4 separate regions of the Mus musculus genome follow, and all the other regions are linked to region 1. Evidence: chromatin contacts called from public promoter capture Hi-C data. All regions are on one chromosome and are shown on one strand. The core of a region is the stretch at or near the end of the contact, and the rest is flanking DNA. Distances in the headings are between cores, read along the strand shown.

Region 1 (6,919 bases), core at 3,808-6,307:
TTTCTTCCTTGTCAAGTTCTGGGTGAGGCCTCTTCTAACCCCAGATGGGCAGCGTGCCCAGCTCCCTGCCTGCTTGCCCCCACTAGTGGGCCCCTGGGTGGGACCTGCAGGCCCCTGGGTAGGTGGGATGGAGGCGTGGCGGTGGGGGAAGCACGTGACCACCAGTCCTCTGCAACACTCGGTACCCTCCCCCAGGCTGACCTCAACAGCACAATCCAGGAAGGCCCTGGGGCCTTCTACGGGGTCAGCTCGCAGTACAGCTCAGCCGACAGCATGACCATCAGCGTCTCCACCAAGGTCTGCTCCTTCGGCAAGCAGGTGGTAGAGAAGGTGGAGGTGAGTGGAGGCCTGGGGAGTGAGTGTCGGGCACAGTCAGGTCAATGACACGACACGCAGTCACCCTCCTTCTCGCCCCACTCTGCAGACCGAGTACGCCCGCCTGGAGAACGGCCGCTTCGTGTACCGCATCCACCGCTCACCCATGTGCGAGTACATGATCAATTTCATCCACAAACTGAAGCATCTGCCCGAGAAGTACATGATGAACAGTGTGCTGGAGAACTTCACCATCCTGCAGGTGCGGCGAGGGCGAGACTGTCCCGTGGCTCGGGAGAACTGGGCTAGCCTGGAGGAGTACAGTCCACCCAGCTGCCCGCCCTTACTGAGTCCTATTCCCTTCCTCTCTGCCCCATAGGTGGTCACAAGTCGGGACTCGCAGGAGACCCTGCTGGTCATTGCTTTTGTCTTTGAAGTCTCCACCAGCGAGCATGGGGCGCAGCACCACGTCTACAAGCTTGTCAAAGACTAGCCAGCCCTCGACCTCCACAGGATGCAAGGCGGACATCCTCCACACACCTGCCTGCCTGGTCTTCCCGTGTGGGTTGGGGGACCTAGCCCAGCCCCCCTGGGTTTCAGGCTGGGACCCAGGCTGCCTCCCTGGCTCCAGCACACATGCTCCCTGCCACTGTTCTGCGCTTTACTGGAGAGAAGAGGGCTCCACGGTGGGGTGGCTTGCTTGGGCACTGAGCCACAGATGACCAGGCTCCACCTGGCCTCAAGTGACACCAGAATTGTACCATGGAGGACACCTTGGGGCTTAGTGTGTGGTTGCTGGCCCCTAGGGGAATGAATGTGCTGGGCAGGTGAGGGTTGCATTGAGACTGGGGAAAGGCAGCTTGCAAGGAGGCCCTGGTACAAGGTGTCAGGTTGGGGAGGTTGAGAAGGGCCCACACTTCTTTGTACCTTCTGGGTACCAGTCTGTTCCCAGGTCCCTTACCCAGCAAGTTTGGGTCTCCCATATCAGACAATGTGCCAAGATGGAGGCCCACAGAAGTGGACGGAGGGAGCTGGGGCTGGTTCAGCTACCTCCCTAGCAGAGCTGCCTATGGGGCGGGGAAGGGGCTCTGCTGGGCTGAAGCCTAGACAGGGCTCTATTTCCTGTTCCCCCCAGCATACCAGCCACTAGCGCCCCCCCCCCCCCCCGCCCTCTTCTGTGTCCTGAAGACAGGTGGCAGGGAACAGGAGGCTGCCTCTGCCTTCTCCACATCCAGGTCCCAAGGTCACCTGGGTATTTATGAGTTTCAAATGAAGTACTGTGCCCCCAATCCAGCCCGAGCTTCCGGAAGGTTTTCGCCATTGCTCAGGCCACCTCCAAACCCCACGTAGGTTTTATAACATGTATTATATATATATATTTTTGTGTATTTTTAAAATCCAGCTGTGATGGGCTACATCATAAATGGCTCAAGGCAGGGGCCACTCAAGGCCTGGCTCCTGCTTTAAAGAAAAAAATTAAAAAGCTGTTTCTGGGTCAAGACAGTTGTGCCATATGCAACCTTGTACCCTACCTAGTCAAAAACAGGTGTTGACACATGACTGCCACCCCTCATCACTGGCACGCACCTGTGGCCAGAGCTCACCTTAGTGCTTCAAGAAACAGCTACAGTGGCTTAAGTAGCAAACTTTGGGAGTCCTGGGGTTAGCTGCAGCCAGGTGACCAGGCTGGGTGGTCATGCAAGTCTTTAGATAAGAGACCTCTGTCACCCACAAAGCCTGGGGTAGTTTCAGTACTCAGAGAGCTATCTTCACAAGGTGATTCAAATGGACACCTTACACATTCACTGGTTGACCTGCCTTCACATCTGCTGGTTTGTTTCCCTCAGCCCTGTCCCCACCTGGCTTTGAGGGGCCTGCCCAAGATGGGTGTTACCTGGAAGCTGCAGCAGACAGGAACTCTTATGCCCAGGGCTTAAAGCCATTACTGAGCAGACTATGGGTGTTCCCCTAAGGCCTGACAACAGCTACAGCCCCAAACAAAACCACGGGGGAATTAGCTTGGGAACTTCACCTAGAAAAGCCGGACTCTCTACCCACGAGGGGGTTAGAGGTACCTCTCCCACCACCTGAGAAGCATTGTAGACCCCTACAGACCCCCTCTCCCAGCTTTGGGATAGTGGCCTCACATGCCCTGCCCCCAATCACAGGCACACCAAGGCTGAGTGGCAGCAGTGAGGTTTATTGGAGCATCCTAATACAGACGCTGGGGCTTGCCCATGGTGCTCTTGATGTACAGAGCCCGCACGTTTTGCCAGTTTTTCTTAAGCAAGGACACCAAGAAATTGACAGCCAGATGAATGTTGTAGACTAGCTCATCATCGGTCATCTTCACGTGGCCAACAGCGACGGCCAAACACAGCACCTGCATGGACAGAAAAGGTCACCAGGCTAAGCTAGCATGTACCCTTTCCCCCAGTGAAAAGGCTTAACCCAGGGCTAAGGCACCCAGACCTAGCTCTTTCTGGTTTCCCCACCACACACCGCCCAGACTGACCTTCTTCATCTGGAACTTGATTGTCGATTTCACCTCATCCACTTTGGCCACCATGTTTTCATTGTGTGTCAGCAGGGAGGGGAACTTGCCAGCCTTGTTTAGGCCTGGGCCCAGGATACGTGGGATCTGCTTAATCAGAGACTCAGAGGCCAAAAAGGCATCGTACTTCTTAGCTAGAAGACACAGACACTCAGGATTGAGCCAAAAAAAAAAAAAAAAACCAAAAAAACCAAAAAAACCAACCAAACAAACAAAAACCACCAAAAAAAAAAAAAAACAAAACAAAACATTTTAAACAACCAACCCATCCTTTACAACGAGAAGGCCAAGTTGCCTCCTCAGACCCATGACTGCTGAGTAGCTCCACCCTCAAGTCCTCACAGAGGTCTTAGACCAGGATGTCCCACAATCCCTGGTGTGCTGCATAGAACTGAGGGGCTGTGATGGCCCCCACCCCTTGGATTCACTGTAAGCCTGCATTTAAATTGCCTCAAACTATGGACTGGAGAGATGGCTCAGCAGTTAAGAGTGCTGCCTTCCAGAGGTCCTGAGTTCAATTTCCAGCAGCCACATGGTGGCTCACAGCCACCTGTAATGGGATCTGAGGCTCTCATCAGCCTGCTCATATACATAAAATAAAATCTTAAGAAAAAAGCTGTCTCATTATCTGTCAAAGGTGGACCAAGGCCAGCTATCTGAGAAGCCTCAAGCAGGCCTGGGAACCATAATGTCACCTGAGAACACAGCTCAGTGACAGGGCACAGTCCTGAGCACTTCTAGAGGATAACCTTAGACCCCAGGCTGGCAACATCAGTAAGACTCAGTATTACTCCAAATCTTAAGACAGATGGAGAAACCTTCTATCTATAAAAGCAGGCATGACAACTGCCTAGCTCACAGTGGATAACTATTCCCAAAATGTATGCGGAGACAGGGGCTACCATGGAGGCTAACACGTGGGAGACACTTGTGACCCCTCCCTCGATAGGTTGTTAACTGAAAAGACTTGAAACCCAAACCAATAGCTGGCTATGAGTCAACTGCACACACTGGCGAGAGGGGAGTATCAGACCAGCCTGTGGGGCATTTTCTAACTGGTTGTGAAGCCCAATGTGTGCTGCCACTCCTGGGCAGGGGGTCATGGGTTGTGTTCAGCCCTAGTGAGCCCCACCTACCCAGCTTCTTGACCAACTTCTTGTTTTTGTTAAGCTTCTTGAGCGCCTCGATGTCCATGTGGGGGATATCCACGGCCTTGGCTTCATCACAGTGCTGCTGGTCCCCCAGAACGCACACCGAGAACTTGGGGCGTGGGGTGGACTTGAGCCTGCGTTTGGGAGGGGAGAAAACAGAACAGGTCATGGTCGGCGCTGGCCATCCCGCTAGATCTGAACGCATGGCAGGGAGCGGCAAGCCTTACCCGGAGCTCTGGGCAACACTAGCCTGGCTTCTCAGGCTAGGCGGCGGGCTCGGCCGAGGCCTCCCCACGCCTCCCCTCTTGTTTTAAGACCCAGGGTGGGGGTCCGTCCAGCCTGCCTGCCTGCAGCAGGGCTCCTGAACTACCCTGGCACGTCAGTGTCCCCGTGCCCGCCTAGGGCGCGGCCAGGCCACACGGGAACACTGAGGGCTGGGTGGGGTTAGAGCGGTGCCAACCTGACGGTGCCCGAGAAACGTTTGTCCTTCTGAGGGTCGTAGTTCTTCAGGCTGATCTGCAGCTCCACCGTCTCCAGAAACCTGAGCGAGAGGGGAGCTGTGAGCCAGGGTCGCCATGGCCGGGGATGCTCGCCCTGCCCCGGGAGGGAGGCCCGCGCTCACTTGCGGCGCTTGCGCTGGTTCCCGTGCAGGACTTCCCGCACCGCCTCGTACAGGGTGTCGCGTGAGACTTTGCTGCTGTTGGGGAGAAGCGAAGGCGTTCGGGGCCGGCCATGCTGCACCCCGGGCCCGATGACAGGCCCACGGCACGCTGGGGAAAGGCTCGCGACGCGGGGCAGTCGCCGGGAGAGCCTCCGAGACGGGCCGCGGGGCGTCCGCGGGCGTGTGGGTGCACGGATGGCGGCGGATAGCGCCACGATAACAACTTACCTCATGGCTGCGGCTGCCGCGGAAACCGGAAAGAAGGCAGAGCGCTTTGCGCATGCGCTCAAATAGAGCCCGCGTTCTCGCGAGAGTTGCCCGTTACGGGCACGTTCCGCGCTCAGCCAAGCCGGAGAGGCGCTGCAGTTTGCGGCCGCTGGGGGGGCGCCACCACGCGGCTGCACCGTGAGAACCGCTCTAGGAGCAGCAGGCAGTCCTGCATTGGGACAAGGGCTGAAGCCGGGCCCTGGGATTGGATTTCTCCCTGCTTTCTATCTTCTGCCTGCCCCATGACTTCCAGTCCCCGGCAGAACCGGTCTCCGTCATCGCCTAATTTGGTGATGAGCCCCGCAGAGCCACTGGGCAGCCGCCCCCTCTAGCCGTGCATTGTGCAATGGTCCGGCCACCGCATGTGGGCAGAGGCATGGATGACAGGAATAGCTTGAGGAAATGACCCTTGCTGAGATCTGCAGAACGGGAAAGCGCCTTGTGACTAGATTAGGATCAGATGTGCCTGGCTTAAGCCTAAGCCTCCACCTGGGAGGAGGCGCCCACCAGTCTATCCTGGCCATCTGTATAAACCGCCCCTGATTCAGCCTCCGGGCAAGGTGGACTTTGGACAAATGCCCCTGTCCTGTCTCAATTAGTTGGCATTTCAAACAAAGTCGTTCTTGTTACTTGACCCCGGTCTTCGCAGTTAATAGAGAGGCGCCGGGTCAAGGAGCGTTTGCAGGGAGCCTCCAGATCTGGAGTGACTCATTTGGAGGCATGTCACCCTCTCTGGGAACAAATCACAGATGTAGCCAGCACCCACCATTTCCAGGGAGCAGACCTACGAATAGCTCATCTCGCCTGAGCACACACACAGCAAACAGCAGGCAGGATGAAGCAGGTTCCCACAGGGTCAGAGCAGAGCAGGCAGGTTGAAGCTGCAAGTGCCATCCACACTCTAAAGGCCATCAACATGGTGAGCGGCTGACGTCTGTCTCTTAGACATTGTTCCCCTTGCTTCTGTAGTCAGATTCAGCTTGTTCTCAAAAGCCAGACCTTCTCACTGGACTGACCTCCTTGCCTCCCTGGAACAGGGACTCAGAAGCACCCAGAAACCTCAGTTCCCCACCCACTGCAGGGCTAAGGTAGGAGGATGCTGTCATGAACTTTCTCAGGCTAATTCAGTCACATCAGTTTGGCAAATTTTTGTTTCTTGGCATAGCCCCGACTCTCTTGGAATTCGCTCTGTAAACCAGGCTGGCCTTGAAATTAGAGATCTGCCTGCCTCGATCTCCTGAGTTCCAGGATTAAAGGTGTGTGCCACCGTGCCCAGCTGTGTGCTAAATATTTTTTGAGTGAGGTGCTGTGGAAATACAGATGTCACACAGGTCTGCAGCAGGCACCCTGTGTCTTTTCAGCCCATGGTGGGTTAGACATCCCTCAGATCCCAGTCCAAACCTTTGCTGCAGCTGAAGACAGAGTTCAGAGTTCTAGCAGGCCTAAGACTCCGGCTCAGCATGAAAACAAAAGTTATGGGTCCCAAGCCCACCCTTGCCCTCAGTGTAGTCCTTGACACTCATCAGGCAGCTCTGACAGACCTGCTGTGATGGGAGGGGTGGGGGCAGGTGAGGGAGTAAAGGGGGTTCTGGGAAAGTAGCCTAAGAATACAAGTGCTTGTTTGGAAGTTCTTTGTATCTGACATGCATATGTTTGTACACATTTGTGCTGTGCATGCTTGAGCACTCTGGGTTGCAAACATGCCAACACACACACACACACACACACACACACACACACACACACACACACGGGTCAGAGGTCAACCTCAGGTGCCAGTCCCTGCCTTCCATTTTGTCTCCGGCTAAGCTGGCCCTGTAGCTTTGGGGGACTCTCCTGCCCCCACCTCCAGCCATCTCAGCCACACCCACAAACTTATTTGAGACAGGGTCTCTCTCACATAGCTTAGGCTGGCCTTGAACTCCTGTGCGGTTGAAGATGACCTTGAATTCCTGATTCTCCTGGCTCTGC
Region 2 (7,609 bases), core at 4,869-7,368, 1.2 Mb after region 1:
TTCTCTTCAGTACCATTTATTCCACATACTTCATTACCAGAGTTATTAGGGGCAGAGCCCTCATCCTAGCAGCCCTTAGATCCCACATTGCGGCTCTCCCTCAGTAGGCCAATTAAACAGACCTGTAACAATGAGAAGCAGGAAAAAGAGATGTATTCAAAATGGCCCCATTGGGAAGCAGATCAAATAAAGAGACCCAGTGGCCTCCCCCACTCCTGTCACCTCTGGGGTCCTGGCACGAGGTTTAGGTTTAAACAGATCACAAGGAGAAGGTGCAGCCATGCAGTCCCGGCCATGGTGTGGTCCTGCCGGTCACCAAGCATCATGCCTCAGCTACAGTCTCTCCTACGAGGCGATCTGACAAGCTGTCAAGACTGCGTGGAATCTCTTTCCAGGACACTTGCTTCCCCCCTGAGTAGTGTCTGGGCTTCTGTCTCTTCTTCCTCCCAACATGAGACTCTGGGGGGAAATCTCCTGTTCCTTGGGGCAGATTGTCTGAATTGTCTGATTGCCAAAGGGAGGAGAGGAGTGTCAGTCTAGAATAACTCATCCCAGAAACTGGAGAGGCGGTTCAGCTGTGTGTGTGTGTGTGTGTGTGTGTGTGTGTGTGTGTGTGTGTGTGTGTGTGTGTGTGTACTGCTCATGCACGGCTTACAACAGCCTGCAGCTCCTGCTCTGGGGACTCCTCGGCCTCTGATCTGACAGGGGAACCTGCACTCAATTGTGCCAGCTCCAGTGAGGAACTATTTACTGTGGACTGGGCCTCCTGTCAGACAGTGACCCATTCTGTGAAGCCCAAGGGGACAAATGATGGTGTTGCTGGATAGACAGACACCATTAGGGGCTTAGGGCAGTAGATCTTTGGGGCAGCTGGTAAGATATCTGGGCAGAGTTTAGGAACCTCTGGAAGCCCAGCCTCTCAACCTACCTGGGCCACCCAAGTGTGTTTAAAGATGCCTGTCCCCTGGCAACCACATTTTCATGGGGACATGAGGTGACTATTCAGAGATCTATGCAGGGTGCGGGTAACACATCTGTGTGTTGGAGCTAACCCTCTCCTGCAGTGGGTTAGGCTGAAAAGAGGAAATCGCAGCTAAGCATTTAATTCCCTTTTAATGTTTACATTATTAACACCGGTGTTACAAAGCGATATTTTTACTTTCGCACGATTTAAATGTGCGATTCGATGACTAGATTACTGGGATCATTATAACTTGGAATCGCTCCCTTGCACGGCCCTCCTCCTTTGCTAATGCCCGGTTTCTATAAAGAGCGATTAGGGTTCCCCAAGTACCCATTCTGAAAGGCTGGGGAGGAGTGGCCCCAGTGGTGCTTTCCGCTGAGCCAGGAGGCTGCATTGGCTCTGAAATGAGTGACAGCCAGCAGGTGGGTGTTAAAATGGTCATCAACTCCCCATGAGGCTGGTGACACTGAGCTGCGCGCCAGGCAGTGCCCATTAATGTGCCCAGACTGGCGCTGGGTGATTGACAAGCTGCTGAGCTGGGAATCTGGTTCAAACCACCCACAGAGGGGAAGGGAAAGGGCCCTAGGTAAGACAAGGTTAAGAGGGTCTGGGGCCCTTTAATGTGATATATAAGAGCCAACTCCGTGCCTGTGCTGGCTAAAGCCCCTGACTTACACCCGCATGGCTGCAAAGATGGAGGGGCTCAAATCTGGACTCTGTCATTTCCCAGCTGGCAACCCTGGCCAATCTTAGCCTCTCTGCCTCAGTTTCTACCCCATAAATGGAGAAGGGCAATTGTGGCTCTTGATTAATAGCCCCCCCCCCTTTTAGTTTGTTTTGTTTTGTTTTGTTTTTTTGAGACAAGGTTTCTCGGTATAGCCTTGCTGTCCTGAAACTCTCTCTAGTGGCCAGGCTGGCCTCGAATTCACAGAGATCCTCTTGCTTCTGCCTTCCAAGTGCTGGGATTAAAGGCACGCGCTTAATTTACCACCCGGCTTACTTTACTTATTTTGAGCCAGGATGTTACTTACCTAGATGTGGCTGACTGGAAGTTACTATGTGAACCAGACTGGCCTTGAACTCACAGAGGTCAGCCTCCCTCTGCCTCCCAGATACTGGAATTAAAGGTATGAGTTTCCAGGCCTAGTTTATGCTCCTAAAGATGGAACTTAGGGCCTCAGACATGCTGATTAGCACTCTACTGACCTAGCTGCACTTCCAGCCCTATTTATTTATTTATTTATTTATTCATTCATTCATTCATTCATTCATTCATTGGCTCATGCTAATCTCAAACACTGTATAGCAATGATTTAGCCTTGAGCTTCTTCTTCCCAATATTTTATTTTTTTATTAATTGTACTTATTTATTTAATGTATGAGTGCTCTGCTGCATATACATCTCCCTGTTTGAAGAGGGCATCAGATCCCCCTATAGATGGTTGTGAGCCACCATGTGGTTGCTGGAAACTGAACTCAGGACCTCTGGAAGAGCAGTCAGTGCTCTTAACCACTGAGCCATCTCTCTGGCCCCCCAATTTTCATTTTAAAATGAGGAAACTAGATCTCAAGGGCTGGGGATGTTGCTCGGTTAGAAGAGGACCTGCCTGGTGTGATCCCCAGAATTATCTAAGCCAGGCACAGTGGTGTGTGTTGCAATCCTAGCACTGGGGAGGTAGAAGGAGAAGGGTCAGAACTTCAAGGTCATCCTGGGCTGCACAGTGATTTCCAGGCCCTCCTGGGCTGCATGAGACTGGGTCTCAGAACAAGAAATAAAGGTAAAAGCGTTAGCTGCCATGCCTAAGGAACTCAGTTTGATGTACAGAACCCATGTGGTGGGAGGAGAAATTGGACTCCTGCTAGCAGAGTTCTGACTCCTTGGCTGGTCCTCCCACAAGGCAAACAAAGGAAAAAAGAATCTCAGGGCAACTTAAAAAGCAAAGGGCATAAACACCCAAGGTTGTTTGCGCCGAGTCTCTGCTGCCCCTTTGCCTGGCAGCCTGCCTTAGCCACCCTCAGGTGGTTTCCTGGAGTGACATGGGACTGTGCCAACAACAGCCCCTCGGGGTCCGACCCAATTTCAGAGGTTAATCCGTTATCATCATGGCGGGGCAGATCTGGTAATGAGAGGAGAGCTGAGAGTTCCACATCTCCTCCAGCAAGGCCACACCCCTACTCCTTCTAATCCTTTCAAACAGTTTTACCCCCTGCTGACTAAACACCCTGATATCTGAACCTAGGAGGGGGGGGGGCCCTTCCTATTCAAACTACCACACCCATCTTGACTTTTCCTGAACTTACCACGCACTTTCAGCCTGTGCTTCTAACAAGCTAATATGAGGAGAGTGCCATGGCCAGCGCTGTTTTTATCATAGGTTAGCTTGGTGCTTGCCTGTCTCGTCATACTGTATGAAATGCACAGGGAAGGGGCCTTCAGCTGTCCCCTGTGGCCCATGACAGTGTGTACAGTCACAACCACAACTTCCATATTTATTGATACTGTTTTCTTTGTCTTTATTTTATTTTATTTTTGAGACAGGGTTTCTCCATGTAACCCTGGCTATCCTGAAACTCTCTTCGTAGACCAGGATGGCTTCAAACTCAGAGATCCACCTGCCTCTGCCTCTGGAGCACTGGGATGAAAGGTGTGTGCCACCACTTCCCAGCCTGTCACCATTTAAAAATCCTTGATAACTTAAAAAAAAAAAAAAAAAGTCTTACATTTAGCTCAGCATGGTAGTATGTGCCTTAAACCCCAGCATTCAGGAGGCAGAGGTAGCCAGATCTCTGTGAGTTCAAGGATAGCCTGGTCTACTTTAGTAATCTGCAGTGTGTACCCTGGCAGCTGCACAGCCTTGTATTGCCGTACTTGAGAGGCAGAGGCAGAAGCAGAAGGTTCTCAAGTTTGAGGCCAGCCTGAGCTACATAACCAAAACATGGGGACAGGAAAGGAGATGGAATTGGGCATGGTGGCCCATGCCTTTAATAGCCAGCACTTGGGAGACAAGAACAGGCAGATCTCTGTGAGTTCCAAGCCAGCTGGGTTTACATAGCAAGTCCCAGGACCTCCAGGGCTATACAGAGAGACCCTGTCTCAACCTCCTCCCTTACCACCACCACCAAACCAAACCACATTTAATTCCCTGGCATTCACATGGCCGCTCACAACCACCTATAACTCTCTAAGGGATCTGATGCACCAGGCACACACGTTATACCAGCAGCCAAAACACCTAGACTGATAAATAAGAACAGATTAATAAAGTCAAAATGAAATGGAAGAAAAGAAAGGATGGTTCTCTATACTGCCTAGCCACACATCCCGTGCTAGTGTGTGATCTCTGATGTTCTCCTGGCAAAATTACCAGAGAGCTCTCTTCTCATTTTCCCCACCCCACGGTGGGGAAAGAAGCAGAGCTTGGCTGTGTCAGGCAGCACTGTGGAATACAGAGAAAGAAATATTACCCAGCTGTAGAGGGAAATGGGGGAGGAAGATCAGGGGTGGCTCAGTAGCAATAGGAGGCAGGTCTTGGGCGGAGGTGGGAAGGAGGCGGAGGGAGGGGTTTAATCTGAGCAGATCAGTGGGTGGTTTAAACAGGGAACACTCTCCACAGTTCCCGAGGTAAGGAAAGGGAACCTTGGCTGGAGTGCCATGCCAAGGTGAGGCGCTTGGTAGGCATGCCCCTAGAAAATTTCCCTGATCACCCCATTATGTTCCAAGCCCCAACACAGCCTCACCTTAGCTGTGTTAGCCATGAAGCTGGGTGGCTTTCCTGAGGTTCATTTACTCCCTACTTCCAGGCATTGAGGGCCCCGGGTGGGCTGGAAGCCACAAGGGCCCACCCAGGTATGGCTTTAAAGAGCACTCGCCTGGCCACAGCCAACTTGGGAGTCAGGGGTGGCGAGACCCCTTGCCCTGTCTTGGGCTGTAGGGGGAGTAACTTGATGGCAGCAAATGGTTCTCCCTTCCACCTGAGGTACAAGTGTGGTAAGAGGTTGAGAAAGGTGCCAGGGTGCCAGGGAAAGTTCGTGCCCACTGCCTCCTTCTGTGGTCTCCCTTCCTCTACCGGCTACACTGCAAGGGCTGGCCAGACAGACAGTCCCGTGAGCTGCCCCACCCCCACCCCAGGAATTGCTCCCTAGGTTGTGAATGTTGAGAGACATTAGGGTCTGACAGACCTAGTTTGGAATGTGGCTTTGTTCATTCATTCATTCATTGAGCACTAATTTACAGAGTGAGTTCCAGGACACCTGGGGCTGCACAGAGAAACCTTCTTTCTCAAAAGAAAAATCACACACACACACACACACACACACACACACATATGATACCCATGTGATATATATATTATGTTAAATTTTGCCATAATAAAAACACTCATTCTTAGAGCTAGAGAAATTAGTTATTAAGAGCATTTATTGCTCTTACAGAGAATCAGGTTCGGTCCCCAGAACTGACACATGTACATGGTGCAGGTAAACACTCATACATATTAGAATAAAGAAAACACACTATAAAAAAATTGTTTTAAAGATTTCCAGGCTGCAACAATGTTTTTGGTTCTTCATAAGAAACCGCTCCATGTGGTGAGCAATGTGACCGGGAGGCTGGAGATGTAGCTAAAGAACTCTATCAGAGGTCCATGTGGTAGAGATAAGTACAGGGTGATGAGTGTGAGTGGGGCAGCTGTGTGTGTGTGTGTGTGTGTGTGTGTGTGTGTGTGTGTGTGTGTGTGTGTGTGTACACGACGGACGGTGTGTGTGTGTGTGTGTGTGTATGTGTACACGACGGACGTTAAGATCAAACACATATCCATCCAATAACAACCTGTATTTACATGCAAATGTTTCGTTTATGCAAAACAGCAGAGGTCTCGGGGGAAGCTTTTTCAGTCTCGAGCTTGTGAAGTCATTGAAAACGAAGAGCAAAGCTTTCCCCAGGGTACACCGCGTTAGCTTTGCCCCTGGGAGCTGGGCGAGTACCAGAACCAAGAAGCTGAAGAGCTCAGACCTCGCTCTCAAAGGTGAGCAGCGCCGCTGCCTGGAGGGGTGTGGGCCGTTGGTAGAACTGCGCATGTCCACGGGGAAGGCCAGTGCGCCTTAGTGCGCACGCGCCCTCTGCGGTCTTGACTACTCCCCCCCAGGGGCGGGGCAAGCGGGGCCCAAGATGGCCGCTCTCCGCTACCGGCGTTTCCTTAAGCTCTGTGAGGAATGGCCAGTGGACGAGACCAAACGGGGCCGGGACTTGGGCGCTTACCTGCGGCAGCGGGTAGCGCAGGCCTTCCGGGAGGGAGAGAACACCCAGGTGACCGGAGGGGAGGAGGGTGGGCACGTCGAAGCGATGGGCGGCAAGGGTGGGGGATCTGCGCATGCGTCGGCCGCTGCCAGGCTGCACGTGCGCGAGGTACCCATCTTGCAGTTAGCTGCGGAGTGCGACGCCTTCTGCGCAGTTTCCTTCCTTGTCTGCACAGTGTAGTAGTCAGTGAAGCGGCCCTGAGGTCCAGATGCCACTAAAGAGTCAAATTGTAAGGCGGGGTTGTTTCTTCCTTACCATCGTTAATGTGTCTGCGAGCCCAGCCTATCCCCAGACACCTCCAGCTAAGCCTCACTGCCTTCCGTCACTGTGAAACTGAGTCTCCCACACAGGTCCCTTGTGTGAGTAGTAGACCTTCTCGCCCCACTCAGGTTTAGGTTACCTTACCAAGCACGGCCATGTGCATGCATAGAACTAGGTTAGTTTCCAGGGAAATCGCAGTGAATTAGATGAGGTCTTTCTCCTTTTGCCTTTGGATTCTTATTCAGGACACGAGGAACAAATAGACTCATAAGACAGTTCCAATGAGTACTCTGATCGTGGTAAATGTAACATTAGTCGGGTTCCTGAGGCTTGCCTGAGGAAGTTACACATAGGTCGGTCTCGAGGCAGGGAGACAGTGAACACTGACTGCACTTCGGGAAGGGTGGCCAGGCACTTCAGAGGAAACCAAACTGACATATTACAGAAAAGAAAGCAAGCCTACGGGTAGTGAGTGGCATGTCTACAGCTAAGATTTGAAGCTGAAGGAAGGCAGGAGCCAGGCACAATACAGATTTTTTTTTTTTTTTTTTTACCAACAGATATGTCTCTGTACCCTGTTAATGCAGTGCCCACTGGGGCCAGAGGAGGGCATTGGATCCCCTGGAACTGAAGTTAGAAGTGGTTGTGAGCCACCATGTGGGTACTAGGAATCAAACCTAGGTTCTTTTTAACTGCCCAGCCACCTGCACTAGGGGTCAGATCTTACCAGGAAGCAAGGGAGAAGCCACCGGGGACATTTAGTCAGGGGACTGACGTGCCCTGATTTTCAAAGGTTCCTCTGGTGCTCTGGCATTGGGGAACAAGGAGCTGCAGAGAGCCTGCCGTGGTAGCACCGGAAGAGAGAGATGCCGGTGGTGGTTTGGATAATGGTAGTGGCACAGGAGACAGAAGTAACAGAAAGCAGACCATAATGTGCGGGTCACATCAGCAGCGCGGGTGTCCTGGATGTGGGGTGAAGGAGAGGAACCAAGGACAGCTCCCAGATTTCCCCTTTTCTTTTTTTGGCTTGAGCAGCTGGTTGCTGAAACGGGAAAGACTTAGATGGAGCAGGTGGGGTGTGGGAAGTG
Region 3 (6,814 bases), core at 1,205-3,704, 1.6 Mb after region 1:
CCTCTTCTGGCGTGTCTGAAGACAGCTACAGTGTACTCATATAAAAAACAAAACAAAAAAATCTTGAAAAAAATTAGTACATAAGCAATGAAAACCAACTTTGACTAAGTGTTCTGGGTATCATGAAAACCTTTGCTTGGTTCTAACTTCAGACCTACCTTTTATAACTGATTGTAGTAATAGGACAGATTTGGACTTAGCAATACAACATTAAGTGATAGGTAATATTTTATTTACTATAAAAATTATATATAGCCGGGGGGGGGGTGGCCCACACCTTTCACCCTAGCACTTGAGAAGGCAGAGGGAAATGGATCTTTTTGAGTTCCAGGTCAGCCTGGTCTACGGGTTAAGTTCCAGGACAGCTAGAGCTATGTAGAGAAATGCTGCCTGAGAAACAAACAAAAAATAAAAATAAAAATTATATCTAATTAAAAAAATATATATCAAATAACCCGGGATTATATTTTTACCAAGTTTTAACAAAACTGAGGGTCAGTCACATAAAACCAATAAAAGTTGATGAAAATTTATTTACTATTTGTTAATATTCTTCAGCTGAACTCTTGAAGAGCTGCCTAGGGTGATATATCTATGATGTATTCCTACTCCTAAGTACTTCACCAAAGATGTATCAATAGCCTACTACCTTTGACAACATGAGGTCACAGGTTATAAACTCATCTTAAAAGCTTTAAAAAGCATTTAACAAGGCTAATATGGTGCCAAAACAATTCCAATTTTGTATCCACATTTCCCCATTTGGAGTATCTCTCAGCTTTTTTAAACTAGGCAACACTGAAAAATATTTTAAAGTAGAATTAAAGTGACAATCATTTTACCATAGGTCACAAAATTTACAAAAAATTCCTATTTCTGCTTTTGAAAAAATAAGTCAGACCTTCATTCTTTTTCTCATTTGCTGATACTGGATAGACAAAAGTCTAAAGACTCATCAGACCTAAATACTTTTCTCAAGGCTGTTTTCTCATTAAGTATGTTAGCTTCCAATTTATGTGAGCAAGGGAGGCAAATTAAGACTTGAAACACAAGGGCCTGATCTTTGGAAGATATCCACGTTTTTTTTTTTGTTTTTGTTTTTGTTTTTTTTGGGGGGGGGGTGGATAGAAACGCCGCTCACTCAATTTTGTCTGCTTTTCCAGTCCCAATTTTCTCTTTGCAATACCCAGAAAAGCAGAAGTTCCTCTGAATGCCTGCCTCTACACGGGAGACCTGGTACAGAAACACACCCCTAACTACAGAAATACCTCCTTAAGGTAGTCTTAAGATTCAGGCCTGCTCAGAAGTAGCAAAACGGTTTGTTTTCTTGGGTTAAAGGTGGGCGATTAAAGGGTTTGGTGGCAGGATCTACCAAGCAGCGGAGAGCCGACCAAGAAGGAGACGCCAGAGACCAAGCTTCATCTAGACCCAGGAACCGCCCCCTGGGAGGCTAGACTGCCCTCGCTACTTCCCTGGCCGCCTCCACTCGGGAGCGGCTGAGCCGGGTCAGGCTCCTCCGGGCATCTTCCGGGTCCCTCCGGGACTCTAGCCCACACCCAGCCCGCCCGGCCCGCGCCCCGCTCGGCTCGGCTCCTCGCCCTTTGCCCCGTCTCCGCCCCGCTCAGTGACAACCCCCGTCCCCAGGCCCGTCCCCTCCCATCTAATATGGCCGCCCTGTCGGACCAACCCCCAGCACAGCCTAACTTACTGGGGGGGAGGGGGGGCGCGGCACCGCCTCCCTGCGCCCATTGGCGCCACGGACCCCGTCTGCCTCCTCCATTGGACAGCACCGGCCGCCACTCGACAGCGAGGGCTCCGCCTCCGGGCTTTTCAAGCTGCTTAGAGAGGACATATAAACAAATCCCGAGAGGGAGGCCCCAGTCCCGCAGCCTCCGGGGAGGGGCCGGGGGGAACAGCAGCCCCACGACGCCCCTGCCCAGAGTTCTCCCGGTCCGCTCCTCCGTCCGGAGCCTTCTGAACACTAGCTGTGCCGGTCTCCCTCACACGCCCCTCTCCTCTCCTCTCCTCCCTCCCGGCCCCTCCCACCCGCTCGCCGCTCTGACAGGCCGGCTGCCGGCAGTCGCGATCCCTGGTTCCCGGGAGCGCAAAGGGCACGGCCCTAACGGGGTCGCCCGCCGGCGCGCGCCCGCCCTTTATATAACCGTCGGCCGCGGGGGCAGCCCGATTCGGCTCGCATCGGCGACCCCGTTCCGCGCGCCCTCGGCCCGGCGGCCCCCGCCCCGCTCTCCCGGAGCCGGGCACCCGCGCCTCTCACCCGCGGTTCTCTGCCGCTGCATCCCGCCCGCCCGTGCGACCGCTCGGCATTCACCTGAGGCTGAAGGCGGTTCAGGCACTGGATCCGGCCGCGCTTACGCGGCCGCGGGCCGTCTCCATGCTGCCTCGGTTTGTTTTGTTTATGTCCTTCCTGACGGGTTCCCGGAAATCGCGTGACTCGCCCCCCTCACGTGGGCCGCGGCGAGGAGGAGGAGGGAGGCGGGGGCCCGCCGCCCCAGGCCAATCGCGAGGCGCCCTGAAGTCTGGCCAATCAGAGGCTCGGCCGGGCTAGCGCCCGTCACGTGACACCAGAGGGGCGGGTTGCTGGGGAAAACCAGGAAGAGAGGGCGGAGCGGGGGCTAGTAGGCTGCTGCTGAGCGTGGGCGTGGGCCGCTGGGGATAGCGAGCAGTAAGCTCGCGTTCGTGCGTGATGTTCTTTTCAGAGGCTTCCATATTCAGTCTGTAGCCTCAGAACTAAGATGAAGGCCAAGGAGTCCAAATGCCCACTTTACAGTTTAACTGAACCACGGGGGATTACAGGAATATTAATTAGTAGGGGGCTGCATCGACATTCTGTTTAGTAAATGACGTTCCTGTTCCCCGATTGAATTGGCCTTCAGTTGTTTGTTCATTCATCAACTCATATTTATTGAGTCTGGATCCCCAGACCCTGAGTCGGCTGCATACATCTTTGGGATAGGACCTGTATTCAGCTGTAGAAACTGCTACTAGATGCTTTATGGACAAGACTGTCTAACCTGTGATAATGTGATGATTTACGCCTCTTAATCCTGTTGATATTTTATCGGATGTGTAGTTTGTGGTAGGTTCATTATCCCAAATAGTTCTCCGAACAGACACATACGATAAGAGAACTATTTAAAAAAAATACAAAAACAAACCTCAGGAGAATTATTGTTCAAGGAAACAACCTACCTAATTATAGCAGCCTGTGTTTCCAGAAATCTCTTTAGACTCTGGACCCTCCTGTCTTAGTCTTCTGGGTGCAGGGTTACTGGTCTGCACCCGCACACACATATGGACACAGAAAAACATACTTTCTTAAGCATAGGAAAAGAAGACTAAAGGACAGAGAAACCTCATCAGATTCCCTTCAAATAACAGTTTTCCCTTGGGAGTACTCGGGGTTTCAAAGCAGGCGAGGATGTAGGAAGGGGGTATTGTGATTGACCCCTGTGATCTCAGCACTGGAGATAAGGAAGCAGGAAGATTGAAGTGTGTTCTTAGCTACACTGAATTGCATGCCCGGATAAGACCAAGTCTCAAAGTAACCTTCCGCTCCCCGCCAAATTAAGACTCCCCCTCCCCCATGCACAAAGACTCAGGCAAGTGGTAGATCAGTGGTTCTCAACCTTCCTAAAGTTCCTTATGTTGTGGTGACCCCAACCATAAAATTATTTTCATTGCTACTTCAAAACAATAATTCGGCTACTGTTATAAATCGTAATATAATGTGTTTTCTGATAGGCTTAGACTACCCCTGTGAAAGGGTCATTGGACCTCCAAAGGGGTCACAATCCACAGGTTGAGAACCATTGTGGTAGCGTCTCACTATCACCATCATGGTCTGGGATGAGAGGTGATGACATACACCTGTGACTTCAGCACTGGGGAGCCTGAGGCAGGTGTGTCTCTGTTCAGGGTGAGTGTGAACTACATTGTAATTTGCTCCCTGGTTCAAAAGCAAGCAACCATGGATTTGGGGATAAAAAGTCTGCCTAGATCATAATCCTGACAAAGGTGGGGTGGGACTAGCAATGTCTCTTGTCCTATGTTCTCCATGCCAAGCACATTAAATAGCCAGTCACTATGTTACAGGCTTAATAGTAACCTGGATTGGAATCCTTGCTTTACCACATGTGAACCAGGAAGCTAAATTTCTACCTTTGTAAAAATGGGATTGGTGTAAGAACTGGGTGAAATAATTTACATAGGGTTGGTAAGATGGCTTAGTGGGTACAGCACTTATCACACAAATGTGAGGACCTGAATTTGAATCTCCAAAACCTATGTGAAAGCCGGACGTGTATCAGGAACATCTGTAATCGCAGCACTCCTTCATGGAGATGGGAGTTTGAGACAAGAGAACCCCAGAAACTCACAGGCCAGCCAGCCTGGCACACAGTGATGATGAGACCCTATCTAAAACGGTGTGGACAATGGAACATGTGTACATGCCTACATTCATACACAGGAGTTAAATTTAAGCAAACACACGCACACAATCTGTATACATGCTGCATATATAATATAAAAAGAAAACGATTGTTTTAAAAATAAGTCATATAAAGCACTTACCAGAGTGCCTGGCGTACAGTAAGCACACAATGAACAGTGGCAGCATTAGACAATTCCACGGACATCAATCGGAAGACCAGTTGTAGACTGAATAGCAAGTAATGATTCTAGGCAACTAGCAATTTAACAGTCCCTAGACCAAGCTAACCTCAAACTCGTGACAGTCTTCCTGACTTTGCCTCCTGAGCACATGTTTACAAGCATGACCACCATGCTGGGCTAAAACAAACTTTTTGGACTTCAGATTAATAGGTAACTGTAGCTCCATAGGAAGAAAATAAAATAGTAAACCTCTCCCTCAGAGTGCCAACCACACGTAAGACCCTGATACCCAACCACATGGGAACTAAAAGGATTATAATTACCTCGTTACGTCTGACCATAGCTCCTTCTAATTTTCCCCATTAGGTGGAATTGAAAATTGAAAAAAAGTCCAATAGAAAACTTGGCTTGAGAAGTTGAAGTCAGGCTCTCTGGGCCTGTTTCTGTGGGGCTCACACTTTAAAGCACCAGGAGTTTGACCCACACTTATTTACTTTCTCAGAGTTCCATACGTGGAAGCTTTCCCACAGAAGGCTAGCCCTTCTGCTATCATACTACCGTTTAGACAGGCCTTTGTACATCGACCAGGCAACACGTTCACATCCTATCACAGGGCTCTGCTATTAGTGGCATATGCTGGTCAGTTACACTGTTGTCCAGTCTTTATGTTGTCTGTTATCTAGGAAGGGACGGAGCTTGGGCAGGGCAGACTTTCCATCAAGGTCTGTGCCTGACTGTATCCTGCTCTGAATGGAGTCAAACCACAGGCTCCTAATTGATCGGTGGTTGGGGGGGGGGGGGTAGATGTAGCCAGATTCTACCACAAAGTTGGCATAAAGATTCTGGGACAGTGTTGGCTTGAGGGTTAGAAGGTTTTTATCCTAGCCACAAAGTGGTGACCAGCTAGCCCGCCACTTCCAAAAGTGTGTAACAATGTTCCTTAGAAAAAATTATGTCATAGAACAGGCTGAATCAGAAAATAGAGAGTTTTCCACAAAGGTGAGACAACGGCACAAACACAGTAAGAGATACATTGGATGCCACTAAATTCTTCAAAGTAATTTAGTTTTCAATAGGCAGCATCATATATGGTGTAATATTCAAAAGCTCAGAAAGAACCAGGCACAGTGGTTCATGCCTCTGTCCCAGCAGGTCAGTCTGCACTACATAGTGAGTATGGTCCTTGCCTCAAAAACTAAAAGTACAAAAATGTATTTGATAAGTGTTAAGTTGCTCGGGCTCCGCCGAGGCTTCACAGGTATTCTCTGTATACGTGGACATTTCTCTCACTTTAAACCTTAGAGTGCAGGAGGCTGAAGCAGGTAAGCAGCTTGACTCCAGGGCTTTAGAGCCAGCCTGGGTATTCCTTTCTCAAAAGCAGAAAGATTCCGGGAATGGTGACACACACCCTTAATCTCAGTATTCAGGAGGCAGAGGCAGTCAGATCTATATGAGTTCCAGGCCAGCCTGGTCTACACAATGAGTACCAGGCTAGCCAGAAATACCCAGTGAGATACTGTCTCAAGAACGAACAAACAAACAAACAGACAGACAGACAGACAAACAAGCTTTGTCCTAATTTGAGCTATGAGATGCAAGGCAACCAGGGTTTCAAATTGTTCTCCATCATTCTGATCCTGTGTGCTCTGAGAATTAAAGCTGTGCCCGGCCATGCAAAGTAGTGCTGGCAACTGAAAATTCAGATGACATGAAAAACAGGGAAAATTTTTTTTAAACAGCTGTCAAAAGCCTAGCACTTTCTTACTATTTCTGCTTGTTTGGAGGCGGGGCCTTACATGGCTAAGGCAGTCCTTGAACTCCTGATCCTCTAGCCCCTGAATCCCAAGCACTGTATTACAGATGAGCACCAACACACCCAGCCCTACTTTGCCTTATGACCTGAAGATTGTATTGTGTGTGAATCCTCAGTAGCAGACTGGGTTCTGCTTGCTGACTCCTGACGCATCTTTTTAAGTGTCAACCTTTTGGGACTAAGTGTTTCTTTCTGGACAACCTCGACTGTGGAATATGGTCGACGTCACAGCTTCAAAAGTGGGACTAATTAACTCAAACCTGGAAGATCTCCAGGAAAAGCTGTGTTGCTCTGATACTTGGCACTGACTTTTTCCTGATAAGATGACAGTATTGCTGAGTAGTCTAAAAGAGATTCATTGACACT
Region 4 (6,978 bases), core at 39-2,538, 1.3 Mb before region 1:
CAAGGGACAACCCCACTCACAATGGGCTGGGCCCTCCCCTATCAATCACTAATTAAGAAAATGCCTTACAGCTGGATCTTATGGAGACATTTGCTCAATTAAGTTTCCCTCTTTTCAGAGGACTCTGGTTTGTGTGCCAAGTTGACAAAAGACCAGCCAGTACACATGACCAACATTCAGTACTGTACAGGCTTTCCAAAACCTCAAGGATTCTACATTGCAAGCGCATCCCTGACCCAGTTCTGCTTCCAGAGCAGACTGCAAGGATTGAAAGCCCACAACAGCACCCAGCACCTCTCCCCCACTTAGAACTGTTCCTCCCACTTTGTCTTTGTTTCTAATTTTGCGTTTGTGGAGCTGCAGATACAGCTCATTTGGTAGAGTCCTTGCCTTCCAAGTTCTGTGACCCTGCGTTCAATCCCCAGCACCGGCCTTTTAAGTCAGCTTTACATTGTGAGCAGTTTCTGGAGAGAAGGCTGACCCACTTCAGGAGTGGCCCACCCCGACGCTCCAGTTCCCCTCGGAGATGGAATGGAAGACTTTTATTTTCAGTATTACAGTTCGAGGGGTTTAGGCATGCTACCCTTAAACTCCTGATCACACTTAAAATCAACTCCAGAGAGTCCACGCCCTCCGCAGCCTTCCAGGCGTCCATCTTCAGACTCCCTAGACAGGTTCGCCACTCCTAGGAATCAGTGGGGACGCCTCTGCCTCAGTTTCTCCGTCTCTGATAGACCCTTAACTGGGACAGTGCCTGTTCTCGACCCCATCCTTCTCCTCGCTGGGAGGCCCGCGTCCGTTACAGCGGCTCCGGCACGGGTCCCGCTCCCGCGCAGCCGCCCTCCAGCTCGGGCCTCAAGCCGCGGACTCGCCTGGCCTCGCGGCCCGGTCCCTCCGGGCCCTGAGGTGGCCGGAGCCCGCTGCCTCGGCGCCTCCCCGCCGACCGGTGTGCGCGGCCTTCCCCCGCTCCCGCAGCTCGCCAGGCCTCTCGCCCTCACCTCAGTCCCAGCCTCCAGCTGCAGCCACTCGCAGTCCATCCCCAGCCGCCGCAAGCACCAGCTCCGGCGGGCCGCGAGCTGCCCCGAGACCAAGGGGTCGGGCTCGCCCATGGCCCGACCGGCACTGGGGCAGCGTTCAGCAACCAGCCAACCTCTAGCCTGAGCTCCGGCCGCCTCCGAGGTTCCTCTCGCGCAACTTAATCTACACACAAGACAGAAGCAATCGCCCGGGGATCGACCGCGTTGAGAGCGCGGGCCCGCCCCAGGCCTGGGAAGGCGGGCAGTGCGCGTGCGCAGCGGGAGGCGGGCGGGAAGTGCGCAGGTGTGAGCCTGAAGAAGGACGAGCGTAACGTCTGCTGCGGACAAAATCCTAAACTAAAGCATAGATTTTAGGACTTGGAGGATGGCTCAACGAGTAAAGCTACTTGCTGGCAAGCGTGGAGACGATGCTCAGGCTTCACCTATATGGTGGCTGGGGAAAACTGACTTTTCAAATTGGCCTCTGACTTCCAAATGCGCACCCTAGCGGGTGGGTGTGGGTGTGCGCGCGCGCCTGTGTGCGCGCAGAGTAATAAACACTTAAAAGTTATAGATTAAAAATTATAGTAAACAACAGAAACACTCTCTTTCCTTGGGTTCGTGAGTATAATAATGACTTTCCCAATACCTTCTTTCCTCTCTGCGCTCTCCAAAGCCAGTACCCCAGATCCAGCAGCAATGAACCTGAACCTTTATTTGTATCCCACCCCTTTTTCCTTTGGCAGAGTGTGGTGGAGGATGAGGAGTTCAAGGGCATCTACCGCTATGCAGTGAGTTAGAGGCCAGCCTGGGATATGAGACCGTGTCTACAAAACAAACAAAAATTGCTTTATAACACGGTGATGACGGCCATAACCATTTTATTGAGAACTATAGCCTACTTTGGGTTGGGAGTAGGAGATTCTGAACATTGAACACACAGCCAAGGATGTACTCTGTAGCTAAATTATACCTCCACCCCATTATAACCCACTTTTGAGTGATTTAGAAAAGTCTGATCATTTTAAGGTTGATTCAGTCTATTCCTATTTAGCATCTATTTGTTTTTCATGACCTCATTTTGTTTCTGAATCTTTAAAAATTATACCAGGCAAATCTGTAGAGATGGATCGCATTACCTGGGGCTCATACAGGGTACAGAAGGAATGGAAATGGGCTTGAAGGGGCTAGGGAGATGAAACTCTCCCTTCTCTCTCCACGCTGAAGTTTGGGTGTTTAAGATATGTGTGTATGGGCTGGAGAGATGGCTCAGCGGTTAAGAGCACGGACTGCTCTTCTGAAGATCCTGAGTTCAAATCCCAGCAACCACATGGTGGCTCACAACCACCCGAAAGGAGATCATGAGATCTGGTGCCCTCTTCTGGTGTGTCTGAAAACAGCAACAGTGTACTTACATATAATAAATAAATCTTAAAAAAAATAAAAAAAAGATATATGTGTACATGTTTTGCCTGCATGTATGTCTCTGAGCCAAGTGCATGCCCAATGGCTGCAGAAACCAGAAGAGGTTGTTGGATCCCCTGGAACTGGAGTTTATTATTTTTATGGATTGTTTTGGTTCGGTTTATTTTTATGTATGTGTCTTGCCAACATGTATGTATGTACCACGCGTGTGCCTAGTGCCTGTGATGTCCAGAAGAGGATATCAGATCCCCTGGAGCTGAGGTAACAGATAGTGAGCCATCATGTGGGTGCTGGGCACCAAAGCCATGTCCTCTGGATGAGCAGCTCATCTTGATGTGCCATTTCTCGTACCTGATGTTGTTTTTTGTTGTTGTTGTTGTTTCGAGACAGAGTTTCTCTGTATAGCCCTGGCTGTCCTGGAACTCACTTTGTAGACCAGGCTGGCCTCGAACTCAGAAATCTGTCTGCCTCTGCCTCCCAAGTGCTGGGATTTAAAGGCATGCACCACCACTACTCGGCTGTTTTTTGTTTTGTTTTGTTTTTTTGATTTATTTATTATTATGTGTAAGAACACTGTTGCTGTCTTCAGATGCGCCAGAAGAGGGCATCAAATCTCATTTAAGGATGGTTGTGAGCCACCATGTGGTTGCTGGGATTTGAACTCAGGACCTTCTGAAGAACAGTCAGTGCTCTTAACTGCTGGGCCATCTCTCCAGCCCCTTGGTTTTTTGTTTGTTTGTTTTGTCTTGTTTTTTAAAGAAACCAAATCTACAAAATTGTTACTACAGAGAGCAATGTTAATGACAGCACTCACTTATGGAGCTCTTGGGAGGCTAAATTCCTTGGTAAATACTGATCACTGTTGGCTACCATTGGAGGACACTGTAGTCTCAGCTTTTGCAGTAGCCACCCCTAACCCTATGCTGTATCTTCACTTTTATTTATTATTTTTTTTATTATTATTATTATTAGTGGTTGTGGTGCTGAGGATGAACCCGGAGCTTTGTGCATTCTAGCCAGGACTTAGGCACTGAGCCACACCCCCAAGGCCTCACCTGTGACATTCTACCCTCAGTTATCCAAGAGACATATAAAAATAAGGTTTTTCCTCTCTTTAAGCTGGTAATATTATAAAGAGATTCCTTCAGCTTTAGACTTTTACCTATAAGCCACATCCAAGCAAGTCATGTCTTTGAAAAACCTAAACCAAACAGTTTCCCTTTGTGAGTCCGGGTGGGTCGCTGGGCTGCAGCTTAGCTAATGATGTGAATCGGGTTTCCCTGCATGGGGTTCGGGGGAGGTGAGATGGAGGCTTTTTTCATTACATCTTGAAAGACTGAGCTGGGTAAAAAAGGAGTCTTGACGTGCGTGTCTGAGTCCTGCCTTCTCTGTTCCCTCCTCTGTGCTCACGAGTCAGCTGTATAAGGGAAGCCTGCATTTACCTATCCTAGAGCTAGGGTGAGGGAGGATACAGGCAGACACCTGAGGTTTGTGGATACTGGAGTGTGACTTCAGAGTGAGGTCCTCCTCCCTCCCCCAGGATGAGCCAACCTATGTGTGTCTGGTGGGAGCAGGGAGCTAGAACTGAGGGCTCTACATTCTAGTTGGATCTACTTTATCTGACTCCTTTATTTTACACTCCTCTGTACCCCACCCCCAAATATGAGATTCAAACTGAAATGTAAGAAATGCAATCTGAAGGTTCCCTTCAAAGCTGCCCCTGCCAGCCTAGGGCCAGCTACCATCGAATAGGAAACACTAGACCCCTGCTAACGCCTGCTACTGTAGCTATTCCACTATCTAAACTCTGCTAAGCTCTACACTCCCAGTCCACCCAAACTGGAAGCGTGGAGTGGAAAATTACTAACAGCCAAACTCGCCCTTGGGGTCATGTTTCCGACAAGCTTGAAAATGAACAGGAGACGGGACACAGAGTGGAACCCACTCACGATTACAAATGTAAGTGATGGAAAGCCAGGCCCCAGATAGCACAAAGGAGGGAGTGACTGTCAGTTATGAGGAAAGGGAGGGAGGGGCTCTGCACAGTCTGTGAGCTGCTCGCTCTCAGCATTCCACCAGTGCACCTTTTACTGTGATGACACCCTGCAAAGTCACCAACTAGACTAACTGCTCTGTCTATGCTCGGTGCTCTGTCTATACTCAGTGTTCCTACTCTGGGGTGAGGATCCATGCTTCTGGCAAAGGGAAGGAAGGAAGGAAGCCTTTGGTTTCAAAAGGGAACGGTTTTATTTACTGACTGACTTACAGACCAAGATCATCAGAGTCTCACGTGACTCAGGCTTGCCTTCAATTTCCATATGTAGCTGGGGATAGCCTTGAACCTCTGACCCTCCAGTCTCCTCCTCTAAGTGCTAGGATTACAGAGGTGCACCGCCACCTCTGGTTTATACAGTGTTGGGGATCAACAACCTACTCTTCACACATGGTAGGAAGGCATTCTACTAACTGAGCCTTGGGAAGAAAATGTCTTAGAAAACCAGAGGGGTGTGTGTGTGTGTGTTCTCGGGGCTGGGTGTAGAATCTGCTTCAGACACCTTTTGTACTAAATGCTGTCATAAGTACACTGTAGCTGACTTCAGATGCACCAGAAGAGGGCATCAGATTAGGGGTGGTTGTGAGCCACCATGTGGTTGCTGGGATTTGAACTCAGGACCTCTGGAAGAGCAGTCTGTGCTCTTAACTGCTGAGCCATCTCTCCAGCCCCTAAATGCTGTTTAATGTCAACAAAGCTGTCTAATATGTTTGACTCCTTGCATCGTGCTCAGAAGTGCTTATAATAAGCCATCAAGTATCTTCCATCCTGGTCGTATCTGTAATTGCTGTAATTGATAATTAGGGTGGCTATTTTAGAACAAACTCAGGTCAGTGTATAATTACCCTACTCCTTTTCTGCCTGCACCGGCCCAAACATCCATCAGCTTGTCCAGGATAAGCTTCAAGTTCAAATATTTATTGCACGTCAGATTTTACTAAGGTGGGGGGCAGTGGGACCTCAAAGTCAATGATGACAGCCTTGTTTGCCTCTCCATCAGTGTGAGCTTTTGGGCTGTTTATTTTGCAGGTGATACAGCTATCAATGTCAGTGTCAAATGTAGGCAGGAGGTGATTTATAGCTGGACTAGATCACTGCGAGTTGACTATCCGGAGACTACAGAAGTCACTTTGGGTGTAGCTCAAGGTGTACATGCAAAACCTTAGGTTTGCTCCCTGGTACTGGGGGGGGGGTACGGGACAGAGATGAGGAAAGAAGGAGAAAATAGAGGAGAGGGGAAGAGGAGAGGAAGGGAGAGGGGAGGGAGGGAGGAGGGAAGCATGCTTGAGTTATGGTTTATGGCTGTCTCAAGGAAAGACAGAAGCTAGAAAGTGGTCTGGCAACTCCTGCCCAAGAGTGGAAGAAAGAAGAGAGGCAGAAAGAGCTGATACAGGATCAGGGCACAGAACCTGCAGACCTTGGCAGGTTCCAGAACCTTCAGTCTTCAAGGCCAAGGGTCCCAGAGTCCAGGGCATGAGTGTGACCCTGGCTGTTGCTATCCCAATACCTGGGACTTACAAAGGACTATAACATTAGAAGGTGCTCTTATTGACTTAAAAAGGATGCCAGATCCCCTGGAGCTGAAATTGCAAGCAGTCATGAGCCACCATGTAGGTGCTGGGAACTAAACCCAGGCCTTCTGCAAGAGCAGGAACTGCTCGTTCATAACTGGACCAGCTCTCCAGCCCAGTTTCAACCAATTTCCTAGTCAGAGTCAAAGATATTTCATTCTCTCCATAAATGAAAACTAGACATTTGTTTGAATACACACTAGTTAAAAATTAGTTATTTTAGGCCGGGTGTGGTGGCACATGCCTTTAATCCCAGCACTCAGGAGGCAGAGGCAGGTGGATTTCTGAGTTCGAGGCCAGCCTGGTCTACAAAGTGAGTTCCAGGACAGCCAGGGCTATACAGAGAAACCCTGTTTTAAAAAATTTTTTTAGTTATTTTAAATCTCTGGATCACTTAGTTAAATTATATCAAGCAGAGAAAATGTCCACTGTGTATAATAAAAGTCAAACTCTAAATTTAATTTTGAGGTCAATTGAATCTTGATGTTAAATTATCTTCATGTGCCGGGCAGTGGTGGCACATGCCTTTAATTTCAGCACTTGGGAGGCAGAGGCAGGTGGATCTCGGAGTTTGACACCAGCCTGGTCTACAGGGTAAGTTCCAGGACAGCCAGGGCTATACAGAGAAACCCTGTCTCGAACCCCTCCCCACCCCCCCAAAATTACCTTCATGTGGTTTTGATAAAGTCTTATTTGTAAACATTCATTTTGCTGTTGTTTGGGGTGTTTTTCTGTTTGGTGGTTTTGTTTTGTTTTTCGAGACAGAAACAGGGTTTTTCTATGTAGCTTTGGCCATCCTGGAACTCACTCTGTAGACCAGGTAGGTGGAACTCAGAGATCCAAGGTGTGTGCCATCATTGCACAGCACAAACACTCCTATTGAACCCTAAAAAATTTTTTTAAGATTTATTTT

What was found. Promoter capture Hi-C pulls out the DNA fragments that hold promoters and counts their contacts.
Region 2: a promoter capture Hi-C map of pre-B cells shows a contact between it and region 1, with 2.9 times the contacts expected there. The contact joins the promoter of Uqcc2 here to the promoter of Rpl10a in region 1. A contact is called at or near these places in 2 of 39 promoter capture datasets (cranial neural crest and pre-B cells).
Region 3: a contact with region 1 is called in a promoter capture Hi-C map of pre-B cells, with 4 times the contacts expected there. The contact joins the promoter of Crebrf here to the promoter of Rpl10a in region 1. A contact is called at or near these places in 1 of 39 promoter capture datasets (pre-B cells) and 1 of 9 other capture datasets (liver).
Region 4: a contact with region 1 is called in a promoter capture Hi-C map of neutrophils, with 5 times the contacts expected there. The contact joins the promoter of Rnf8 here to the promoter of Rpl10a in region 1. A contact is called at or near these places in 1 of 39 promoter capture datasets (neutrophils) and 1 of 9 other capture datasets (liver).

Annotation. Positions count from the first base shown.
Region 1 is chr17:28,326,609-28,333,527 of GRCm38.p6, reverse strand. It overlaps Rpl10a (ribosomal protein L10A), which reads right to left and starts at 5,057. Exons shown (of 6, transcript NM_011287.2): 1 at 4,910-5,057; 2 at 4,643-4,717; 3 at 4,481-4,561; 4 at 4,006-4,154; 5 at 2,831-3,003; 6 at 2,495-2,698. The coding sequence starts at 4,914. The coding sequence ends at 2,528. Tead3 (TEA domain family member 3) reads left to right here. Exons shown (of 13, transcript NM_011566.4): 10 at 1-22; 11 at 196-336; 12 at 425-577; 13 at 695-1,857. The coding sequence ends at 808.
Region 2 is chr17:27,132,400-27,140,008 of GRCm38.p6, reverse strand. Uqcc2 (ubiquinol-cytochrome c reductase complex assembly factor 2) reads left to right here and starts at 6,118. Exons shown (of 4, transcript NM_026063.2): 1 at 6,118-6,269. The coding sequence starts at 6,132.
Region 3 is chr17:26,711,290-26,718,103 of GRCm38.p6, reverse strand. Crebrf (CREB3 regulatory factor) reads right to left here and starts at 2,454. Exons shown (of 9, transcript NM_029870.2): 1 at 2,330-2,454.
Region 4 is chr17:29,609,099-29,616,076 of GRCm38.p6, reverse strand. Rnf8 (ring finger protein 8) reads right to left here and starts at 1,288. Exons shown (of 8, transcript NM_021419.2): 1 at 999-1,288. The coding sequence starts at 1,109. Gm28043 (predicted gene, 28043) reads right to left here and starts at 1,288. Exons shown (of 28, transcript NR_132314.1): 1 at 999-1,288.